Linked DNA regions of Gossypium hirsutum: regions 1 and 3 are each linked to region 2. The links are chromatin contacts, called in public Hi-C maps. All regions are on one chromosome and are shown on one strand. The core of a region is the stretch at or near the end of the contact, and the rest is flanking DNA. Distances in the headings are between cores, read along the strand shown. Region 1 holds the start of LOC107959973 (protein PLASTID REDOX INSENSITIVE 2, chloroplastic). Region 2 has its middle 24 kb from the start of LOC121229763. Region 3 has its middle 94 kb from the start of LOC121229884.

The links. Hi-C and Micro-C count contacts between places; a contact is called where the count stands out from the background.
Region 1: a Hi-C map of leaf shows a contact between it and region 2, with 5 times the contacts expected there. The contact joins the promoter of LOC107959973 here to the enhancer-like site in region 2. A contact is called at or near these places in 3 of 34 Hi-C or Micro-C datasets (callus and leaf).
Region 3: a contact with region 2 is called in a Hi-C map of leaf, with 2.3 times the contacts expected there. The contact joins two enhancer-like sites. A contact is called at or near these places in 3 of 34 Hi-C or Micro-C datasets (leaf and petal).

What each region holds. Positions count from the first base shown.
Region 1 is chrA05:74,812,930-74,816,607 of Gossypium_hirsutum_v2.1, reverse strand. LOC107959973 (protein PLASTID REDOX INSENSITIVE 2, chloroplastic) reads right to left here and starts at 1,367. Exons shown (of 4, transcript XM_016896163.2): 1 at 873-1,367; 2 at 674-772. The coding sequence starts at 1,115.
Region 2 is chrA05:75,181,520-75,184,930 of Gossypium_hirsutum_v2.1, reverse strand. No RefSeq gene overlaps it. Among protein-coding and RNA genes, the nearest start is that of LOC121229763, 24 kb to the right of the region's middle. Within about 2 kb of position 2,005, at least 4 of the 9 cell types and tissues checked have an H3K27ac peak or open chromatin away from gene starts, as enhancers often do. A contact at or near this core is called in leaf, where this site is marked.
Region 3 is chrA05:75,663,109-75,666,828 of Gossypium_hirsutum_v2.1, reverse strand. No RefSeq gene overlaps it. Among protein-coding and RNA genes, the nearest start is that of LOC121229884, 94 kb to the right of the region's middle. Within about 2 kb of position 2,343, at least 8 of the 9 cell types and tissues checked have an H3K27ac peak or open chromatin away from gene starts, as enhancers often do. A contact at or near this core is called in leaf, where this site is marked.

The DNA of each region.
Region 1 (3,678 bases), core at 118-2,617, 370 kb after region 2:
AAGAATGAATTTTGACACCTGAAACCATCTTATTATGTATTAATACTAAGCCACCATACTTGATACTCCGTCCATGAATCGTGGGTATTGACTCTTGAGAATGAAACAAGGCTCCAATAAAATAAAAAATTCTGTTCAGTGGTACATTCTTTCAAGTAAGTCATCGAAGTATGGAGGATGATAACAGCATGGGCGATTTTGGAACTAGGAACGCAAAGCTACACGAGGGCCGTCAATCCAATCTAACTACCAGCAGTTTTATCAGAAAATACAAAGAGGGATACCATAATACCAATCAGAATGCATCAGGGAGCAGAATAGCAATAACATGGGCTGGAAGCCGCCAAGTGAGGGAAGAGTCAAAACTAAATTTGATGGAGCCGTTCAAACAAACAGTCGAACAGGTGGTGTTGAGTATAATTGTTCGAGACTATCAATGTCAAGTTTTGGCAGGTTCGGTGAAGAATATGCAACATGTAACAAAAACAGCGAAGGTGGAAGCAACGGCTGGCTACAGGGCTTTCGTGTACGCAAAAGAGTCGGGCTTATAAAGGATAGAGCTGGAAGGTGATGCTTTAACTCTCATTGAATTCAACAAAAACCATTCATAATATATTAACAATTAATCGAAATTAGCCGTTGCTAGAAAAGAAAAAAGAAAAAGGGAAAGTACCTCAACGCAAACGACAATGACAGAATCAAGGTCATCACCAAATTTGTCTTTGTCTTTGGGTAACTTGTTGAAAAGCTCAGCTTTAAACTTCTGGGTCTCCTATTATACCAAATACCCACAAAAATAATCAAAAGAAAATCTATCATTGGAGCTTAAAACCATAATACGTTTTTCTAAACATACAAGTGTATAAACTTACGGCTTCAGCAAACTTAGGGATAGGGTCATGGTAAACGTATTTTTGGGAATGCGAGGATCTGAGAACGCTAAGGAACGGTTTTACGGAGATGGGTTTTGAAGAGAGGGTTGGAAAAGAGAGAGGAGGAGAAGGCGGGTTTAGTATAAGGCCGGCGTTTCGCAGGATAAGAATGGTGGAGGTTGGAATTTTGGCGGGAGTTAAGGATGGGGGAATAGAGACCAACGAACACGAAGAAGACGCCATTTTCGGGTGATAGATTGTAATGGATGGAGTTGAACTTTTAATTTTGGATTTTTTTGGGCCTGTGACTGATTGTTAATTTGGGTGCTAGGGTTGGTATCGGGCCTCTTAGTTCAATTTTCTTTTTCTAGATGTATTACAAGTGTAGTCCTTGATTATTTCATATTATGTATTTTAAATCAATATTGGTTTTTTTCATGGTTAAATTTTAGTATTAGTATCTGTATTATGCATAAGTTGTGGATTTAGCCCTTATATTTTAATTTAGTCTTTATATTTTAATTTAGTCATTTTCGATCCCTCTACTTTTAGAATTTTAAAATTTTAGTCTTAACCAAATGGTGACTATTAAATTCATTAAGTTATACTATTTTCAAAATTTGATGCCTCAAATATATTATCATATGTGTAATGTCATATCAACTTACTATTTCCATATTACTCAGAAAAAACCAATTAATAAATTATAATTGTCATTTGTATTAAGACTGAAATTTTGAAATTCGAAAAACATATCAACTAAGATTGATTCAACTAAAAAGAATACAAACTAAATCTATAACTTTACGCATAATATAATACTAATAGTAAAATTTAACTAAACAAACTTAACTGCTATAGTTTGGTTAAGACTAAGATTAACCAATTCAAAAAAAAATCAAATTAAAATACAAATACTAAATCCACGTTACAAAATACAAATTCTAATTTCAAAATTTGACCGTCAAATATTCACGATTAATAGCTTCCCAATTTAAAGGTAAACTTCCTTATTAATGAATTATTGAATGTTAAGTATAACTCTTATTTCAGTCAAATTTGAAAAATATTCTTTTAGTTAAACTTTGTTTATTTGTTTTAATCAAACACTGATTAGTTTAGATTATTTTATTATTATTTGACCTATGAATTTAGCCTATAAATAGGCTCTTTTACAATATTAGAAAATACACCCATTAGATATTAGAACTCATAACACATTTAGAGAATTTTGTGCTTACGTTTGGAGGGTTCTTTGTTTTCAGGTTTTCAGGGTTTAGTTTTTATTTCCATCTTTTATACTCTTCGTTCTTTTGCCATTATAATAAAATTATCTTTGCCCGTGGTTTTTTATCCTCTTTGGAGGGGTTTTTCTACGTTAAATTTGTATGTTCAATTTATCAATTTATTCAGCTATTTTTTTTACTTGTTGCTTAATCGGGTCGATCCTAACAAGTGGTATCAGAGCTAGTTCAATTTTCATAGATCAGCCTGTTCAGAGATGGCAGCAACAAGGTTTGAAATTGAGAAGTTTGATGGTGAGACAAATTTCAATTTATGGCAAGTTCAGATGATGGCAATTCTAGTTCAAACCGACTTGAAAAAGGTTGTTACTGGAAAAAAAAGCCTGAGAATTTAAATCAAACTGAATGGGAAGAGCTTGATGAAAAGGCCTTTCTGCAATCTAGTTGTGCCTTGTGAATACGGTATTGTAGGAGGTATTGGTGGAGAAGACCTCATCCACCTTGTGGAAAAGGTTAGAAACTCTTTATGTGACTAAGTCTCTAGCTAACCAATTAGTGTTGAAACAACGTTTATTTACGTTTCGCATGAACGAATGTGAACTTCTTAGAGATCACATTAGTTAATTCATTACTTTTTAAAATGATTTAAAGAATATTGAGGTTTATATTGACGATGAAGATTAGGCTATGCTATTATTGTGCTCTTTACCCCCTTCATATAAGTCTTTCAAGGAGACCTTGATTTATGGTAGAGACAAACTCTCGTTCGAAGATGTGAAGGGTCATTTGTTGAATAGAGACAAACTCGACAATTAGTTTGGTTTGGATAGCAAGACAGACAAGCAAGCTTCCGTCTTGGTAGCATCAAAGAAATAAGACAAAAGGTGTCGCTATTGTAAATAGGTCATATTAAAGTAGATTGTTATAAACTGCGAAATAAAAGAGTTGCTGAGAGTAACGAGGAAGATGTAGCTGGTGCTAAGTTGGCCGATGAAAGTGGTGATGATTTCTTATTAGTATCAACGAGCGATAAATCTAAGCTCACGTTTGAGTGGATCCTAGATTCGGGATGTTCTTTCCACATGTGTCCCAATAGAGAATGGTTCTCCACATACAGTTCGGTTGAAGGTGGAGTTGTGTGCATGAGAAACGATTCACCTAGTAAGGTAATTGGTATTGGTACTGTTAAAATTAGGACACACGATGGGACGATTAGGACACTCTCAGATGTCAGGTATGTACCTGATTTACGAAAGAATCTCACCTCCTTGAGTATCTTAGACTTGAAAGGATGCAGAATCAACATCGAGTCGAGCGGCATTAAAGTATCTCATGGAGCTCTCATTTTGTTAAAAGGTAAAAGAACTGGTAGTCTTTATATTCTAGAAGGTTCTACAGTAACCGGTGAAATCGGACATCCTTCGTCTGTTACAAAGTCGAAGTCAACTCGTTTGGAGCAAAGGCAACTTGGTCATAGGAGGGAAAAAGGTATGACTGTTTCGTTGAAGAGAGATTCTATTTTGGATGCAGGTTTTGAAAAGTTAGAGCACTGTGTTCATGAA
Region 2 (3,411 bases), core at 756-3,255:
TGCTTCAGCATTCATAGCATGCATTACAACATGAATTGCAAAGGAAATTAAAAACCCACCAATATATTCTAAATTTAAAAAAAAAAACATAGCATATATTTATCATTATCAAGGAAAGAGCATACATTTTTTGTATGGCATCTTATGCCATGTAAGTTTTGTATCAAAATATACATAAAATACCATAAACATTAATGTGAGGATCCATAAATTTTGGAAAGAGCTTGCAATATATTAACTTGTAATCTCAACTGCAATATATAATCAGCTGTCCTTAGAAACAGCCGGTCCGGCTTCAACCCTTTTGCTCCCGGAATTAGCCTTTGCAACTTCTTCACCTTTGTTCGAACTGATCTATTGCCACGGCTACCGCTGTCACCTGTCCACCTTCTCCTCCTCCTCCATTTCATCCTAGAAAACTCTTTGCACCTCCTTAACTCCATACGTTTCATAACAAAATGAAAGAAATTAACAAATGTGACTAAATTTCTAACTACAAAATAAGAAGAAATGAAATTGAAAAAAAAAATTAAAAAGAGAGATAACAAAAGGAACCGCCTTGTGTTTTTTGGGTTGAGGAACTAATACAAGTTTTATATATAAAGAGGATATGAGAAGTGAGAGGGGGCATTAAATGATGCAAAGAGTTTTAGAACTGGCCATGTGACCCGAGCCTTGATGTTCCTATCATATGATATTATATCATTAAGGTTAAATTCTGCTACTAAGTCCCTATACTTTACAAAAGTTAAAGATTTAGTCTTTATACTTTAATTTAATCAATTTTAGTCTTTTTACTTTTTAAATTGGTCAATTTTAGTCCTCCTACTTTTCAAATTTTGAAATTTTAGTCCTAACCTAATCAATAGCAGTTAAATCTATTTGATTAATTTCAATTGTTAATCTTGTACTTTGCACATAATTCTAGATTTAGTTTATATTTTCCAATTGTATCATTCTAAGTCCATGTACTTTTAGAATTTTGAAATTTTAATATTGACATAAATGATAGTCGTTGATCCATTAATTAGATTTTTAGTGGGTAATATGTAGAAATAACAAGCTGGTACAAGATTACACATATAATAATATATTTGTTATATCAGATTTCAGCAATAGCATAACTTAACTTAATGTATTAACAATTATTATTTGATGGTGATTGAAATTTTAAAATTTGAAAGGTATAATGACTAAAAAAGAACAAATTAGAGTACAATGATTAAATCTACAACTTTTGTAAAGTATAAGGATTAATAGTAAATTTTAACCTATCATAAATATATATTAAAATTTAAAAATATTAAAAAAATAACTTTATAAACCACAAGTCTTGATTTGAATGGAGTGATGATTAAAACTCTTATCAAACACTCATTTGACAAGGGTTCAAATCATGTTACCCCCATCCCCTACCCCTAATATTATATAAAAACAACTTTATAAACTACAATGTGTGGCATGATAATTGCTCACTTAATCCATGCTCATGAAAATGAAATATATTATATAAGTTCCAGCTTATGCCTATTTAACAAGATAGTTTTACCAATTTGAATAAATTTTAAAATTTTAATTGTACTCTAATAAACATAAATAAATTCTTAACACAAATAAGGAGCTAATTGAAAGAATCAAGAAGATTTTTAATTGTAAAGAAAATCTAAGTATAATGATAAAATTTAAAGGATTTTCTATATTTTAACATTGCTTTTATAAAATAATTAGATCTTTTAGATGATTGAGCAACTTAAACAATATCACTAGATATATATTATTAACTCAGTCAACAACGATAAGATATGTTGCATTTTCTGTTCTCATTTCTAGTTTTGATTGCACGCCTTGGATGTTTTGTCGTTTTATGTATGTGGGCTTTGTGGTAGGGCCTAATAAATGCTTACCTTTAAAGTGGCCTACTCACGTGTCTGACAGGTCCTTCACTCGCCTAAGCCCAAACACCACCATCCAAAAATACATCTGTCCTAGTAATCCTCGAACCACAAAAAAGTCGTGGGTTTGACGTGTGTCTCTTCTAGGCCGCGTCATCGCTAATCCAATGGCTAAAGATAACCCTCCGTCTGCCTTTCTTTTGGGATGGTTTTGATCACATGGGTGCTGTCCAGCTAGGCTCGAGGGGTAGATTCATGATGAGACGAGACTTATATAATTCTTGTATTCCTATATCATATTTTTCTAATTATTTCAATTTATATATTACAAACCCAGTTTTTAAATCATTTACGTATATGCTAATTTCCTTTTTTCTTTCAAGTTTATAACTACATTATAATTAAAGTGCAAGTAGAACTATTAAAATATAAATAGCTTATAGAATAAAACCTTAGTTTTTAATTAAAAAAACTCATACTATTGTAGTATAAATTATAAATCACAAATATCTAAATTACAAATTAATTAACCGAATTAAAATTCAATAATTCATAATGGAACTTAAATAGCCACATATTTTAATTGTGGATGGTGAATATTAAATTTAAATACTCAAAAACTTAAAATATCTGTTTTTGTCAATTGAACAAAAGTTTATTAGATTTTTATGTTATTTTTATATTTTATTTTCATTATTTTTTTAATGTCGATACAAAATTGAGTCCTAGTTTACATTGAAAAATTAATGTCTAAAATCATTGAAAAATCAATGTTGACAATAACTTAAGTGGGGAAGAGTTTTAATGGAGATTAGAGGGATATCTTTTTATAGTAAGAGGAGGAAGAAGTCTTTTTGGAAGAGGAGCTTAGCATGAGCTGTTTTAGGGTTTTATAGGAGTTGTCGTAACTTAAAATTATGGAAAAAAAACTTTTACGCACTGACTCGATTGCACTTGAAGTGGGTAATAAAAGACTTTTCAAAGATATGATAAAAAAAATATTTAATTGGACTTTTGATAAAATTCGTTACTGAAATCTATTAGGAATCAATGCTGATTTATCAATAGCTAACGAGAAAGTATGGGAGGATCTTTAATCGGACAAGTCCTTCCATAGGCTAGTTCTCCATAACAAAAGTAGTTAATTTCATGAGCCTTGGTGATAAGATACAACATTTATGTTATTTTTATTAGAAATAATAGAGATGAAGCCTTGGGGAAAATAGAAATGGCCCCACATAACAAGTTGGCAAAGTTTTTGAATTCTGAATGTCACGTTTTTGCATTAAAAAAAGGATTTACTCGTGATTTGTTCTTGAATTTGAACAAAAAAATTAGAGCATTTTTCTCAAATGAATTAGACCATTTTTAGAAGCCAGGGTACGTGTTACTTTAAAGCATTTTTCTTATTTTACTATCTATTTTTTTATCAGTTTTTTTTATCTTAAAAGTCTTTGGAACAACGTTGCTAAAAAAATGGTTGAATACATTTAACATATCAAAATGAGCTACATAACAT
Region 3 (3,720 bases), core at 1,094-3,593, 480 kb before region 2:
AAGAACATAAATTCACCATTAATACCCATTTACACACAAATTGTTAACATCTCAATCATAGACATCCCCCATGCATGGATTTGTATTCATAACCTATTATTCATAAGCTTTTAACAACCTTATTCTTTCAACAACTTAACATGCAGAGCTATTTGACTTACTAGGAGGTGAAACGTCCACTGGTTAACTCAAAAGCCTTAGCTCCATATTAATGAGGAAGAAGAGAACATACAAGTTTAAGAAGAAGAACCAGAGAATACAAATTTGAAGGAAAAAATGATTTTAGATAAGTTAGGAGACTTGTTTAAGGCCAAGCTATCTTGGCTCGATAGTCTGCTATAATTAGTTTGATGAATGCCCAACAAAAGCTAGGTACTCCAAGAAAAAACCATATGATAACTCTTATGGGTTACTTTACTAAGGTCATGAACAATGTGGCCAATTTGGACCAGAACACTCAAATTGAGATAGTTTTCAAGAGTTTGTCCAAAGACTTTACTGGTTTCCAAGCTGCACATAACCTTGGCAACAAAAACTTGACGCTTACACAACTTATGAAGAAGTTACAATCCTATGAGTTGATGTTGAATGGCGGTCAATTGGTCTGAAAATTAGAAGCAAATATAGTTGCCGCTTTATGGTAAAAGCCTGTTTAGTGGAGGATTCAATAAACCACTAGGTCATTTATTCGAGAGCTACCAATTTTGTTTGTGTTTCTCTAAAGGAACCTAGTTGTGAGGTTTTTCAAGTTTGTCTTTTCTCTTTGCCGAGTTGTTTTAAAACTTTAGTCATTTGGTTTTCTTTATTTTTGTCAAACAAAGATGTCTATATCTTTGCATATTCCTTGTTACACAAGCAACACTGAAAGAAGGGCAGTTGTAGACACCTAATTTGCCTAGGATCTACGATCTTGATTTGAGATTCGAAATAATTAGAGGGCTGCAAGTTTCTTTTTCCTAAGCATAGTTATTTTTCTTTTAAATTTATGTTAATATTAATTTAATTTTGAAATTGGAATTGAATTTTTTAAAATTTACTAAGGACCGTATTGAATTCCTCTCACAAATTCTAAAGGTTTTTAATTAAAATAAGTTATTTTTTTATTTAATTTTAAAATTTTAAATCATTTTTAACTTAATTTAATTTTTGAATTTTTGGCATAAAAGGGTAGATATTTGGATATCCACATTTCGATTCTTGTTTTTGGAAAAGGGAAAATTAGACAAAAAAAAGTTAAATAAAAAATTTCTATTTCAGGTAATTATTTTTATAAAATAAAATAATATTGAAATTTGGTTTTTCTTTGAAAGTCCAATACTAAGGCCCACCTTTTGGTATTTACTAAAACTTAAGTTAGGTCCAATTCAAGTTAAGTTTAAAGTCCAAGTCTAGTCTGAAGCCCAAATTCATTTTAAAGTCCAAGTCCAACTCAAGCCCAATTTAAATATTTTCAAGCACAAGTTGTTTAGGTCCTTTTTGAAGTCCGGAATTGAGTCTTGACCCAAGTTAAGTCCAAGCCCGAAAGCCCATTTCTGTATCCAATTTTCGGGTTAGGGTTTTTAAAACCCTTTTTCTTTTTTTTTTTCTAACACGAGTCTGAATACAAAGAAAAAGTTGGTAACCAATTACAGTTGACAATAAACAGCATATGAAACGATTTTGTGATTAATGATAATTTGGAAAAAAGTATAACGATGAATCTGCAAACAATAAAAAACAGAATCCTAAATAAATAAGAAAATCAAGATACAAGAAAAAAGGGAAAGGGTTTTCCAAAGACAGTCTTCACGTTTTTTTTTTTGCTCTTTTGATACATGAATAAAAGATTTTTCTTTCCTTCTCAATTTTTGAAGAAGAAAAAAGGTGAAGGGTGGTTCCAAGGAGGCGACATCCTGAGTTTCAAAACTCTAGCCATGAGGAACAACCACCCTTACCAGATCCACAAAATAAAAGGTGTGAATTTTCAGACCTAAAATAACGAAAAGTGAAGAAAAAATTTATTTTTGAAACAGTTTTGAAAAAAGAAGAAATTTTTGGTTATTTGTTCCTTTTGATTTTTTTTTCTTTAAAGTTTGTTAGAAAGAAAAAGAAATCTTTTTCTCTGCAGTTTTCAGCCACCGCGTGTGGTGCTCTGACGTTGGAAATCAAAGATCCTTGGGTTCTTCAATAGTAGAGCCATAAAACAAATTTAAACAAAGCTGAGAGAAAAAACAAAGAGTGTTATTTGAAAATTGAAAGAAAAAAATAACAAAGTACATTTGAGTTTCAGGAATAAATAGTAGTGGGAAAGAGAAATTTGCAACCCAGTCCTCCGTGTTTTTAAATTATATTTTAGGCCTTTCGCCTTTATAAATTGCACAGGAGGTCCCCCGTGCTTATGTTTTTATTTCTTGGGACCTGCGCCTTGCACAATTGTAGGATTAGTCTTTGGATTTTTAATTTTATTCAAACCAAGAAAATTTCCAGTCAAGTCCCTCTTTTACATTTTTTAATTTTTAAAATTAAACCTTTTTATTTCTAATATTTTTTGAATTTATTTTTGCTTTTTATTTAATCTGATTTTTAAATTTCTAGAATTTTCTTTTTAAAAGGAATGATTGTTTGGTAAATAATAAAATTTGATTCTCTTTATTTGGAATATTTAAATTTATTTTAATTGAATATTTTTATTATGTATTTTAGTTGAATAATTGTGATCATTAGTGCATTAATTTTATTTTGGCATAATCTTTTCTTTTCTTTTTTTTTGCTATTTTCTTGTTATCATTTTGTGCTTCTGTTTACTGTTCTTATTACTTTTTGAAAATATTCTAAGAATTTTAGTAATTTTTTTAATGAAATTCTTATTTTAAAATTTAGATTTATTTATTTTAGATTTAATTCATTTAGAATTTTAGATTAATATTTATAAGTTGTTGTTCATTCGTTCCATGTATTGTTATAACAATTTTGTTTCTATGCTTGGGCCATTGTTTTGGGCCCCATACATGTTTTGATTAGACTGAGTGTGATCCATTTGATTATGGTATGTTTGACAAAATAGTAGCATGGGTCGACTAAGAGGCTTTAGTCTCTCAATTAATTTTCTTGAAGTGATTTGATCAGCATGGTAGTCTTTTTTTTTTATGCTTAAGGTGCTAATTTTTAGGGATAACTATTAGCTTTACTCAAGGAGCTTCCCAATCACTTATCAATTGTTTTAAAGGAAAATATTTTTCTATTTCCCAAGCTTATAAAACGACGTAGTCTTTTGAGAATGATCAAGTTTTAAGAGTTTATTTCTATTGAAGCTGTGTTGAACTTGTGTTTCATTCAACTTGTTTGTTTATTTTCTTGTTCGATTGTTTGCTTAGCTGACTAAGGTGGATGTAACACTTAGCTCAAGCACTGCTGAGTGACCATTTTGGGTTGTAGGATTGTTAATTCTTTATCGGGGTTGCATAGACATTCTTGGTGAAGAAGTTGTGAGCTTTAACTGATAGGGAAGAAGTGTATTCTTGTTTCATTTGGTAATTGAACAAAAGATCTAAGGGAGGCTTCACAAACATAAGGTTAATTGTGTTCTTTTACACTCTTATTTTTCTTTAGCTCTATTATTTTCATTCTAACTATCATTACAACAAAAAAATTGCAAAATTGTCTTATCATATCTATAGTCTAATTATTTTTCAATATCCTTAGATTTAATTTAAGTTTGGTAAAAAATTTAGATCTTCTCTA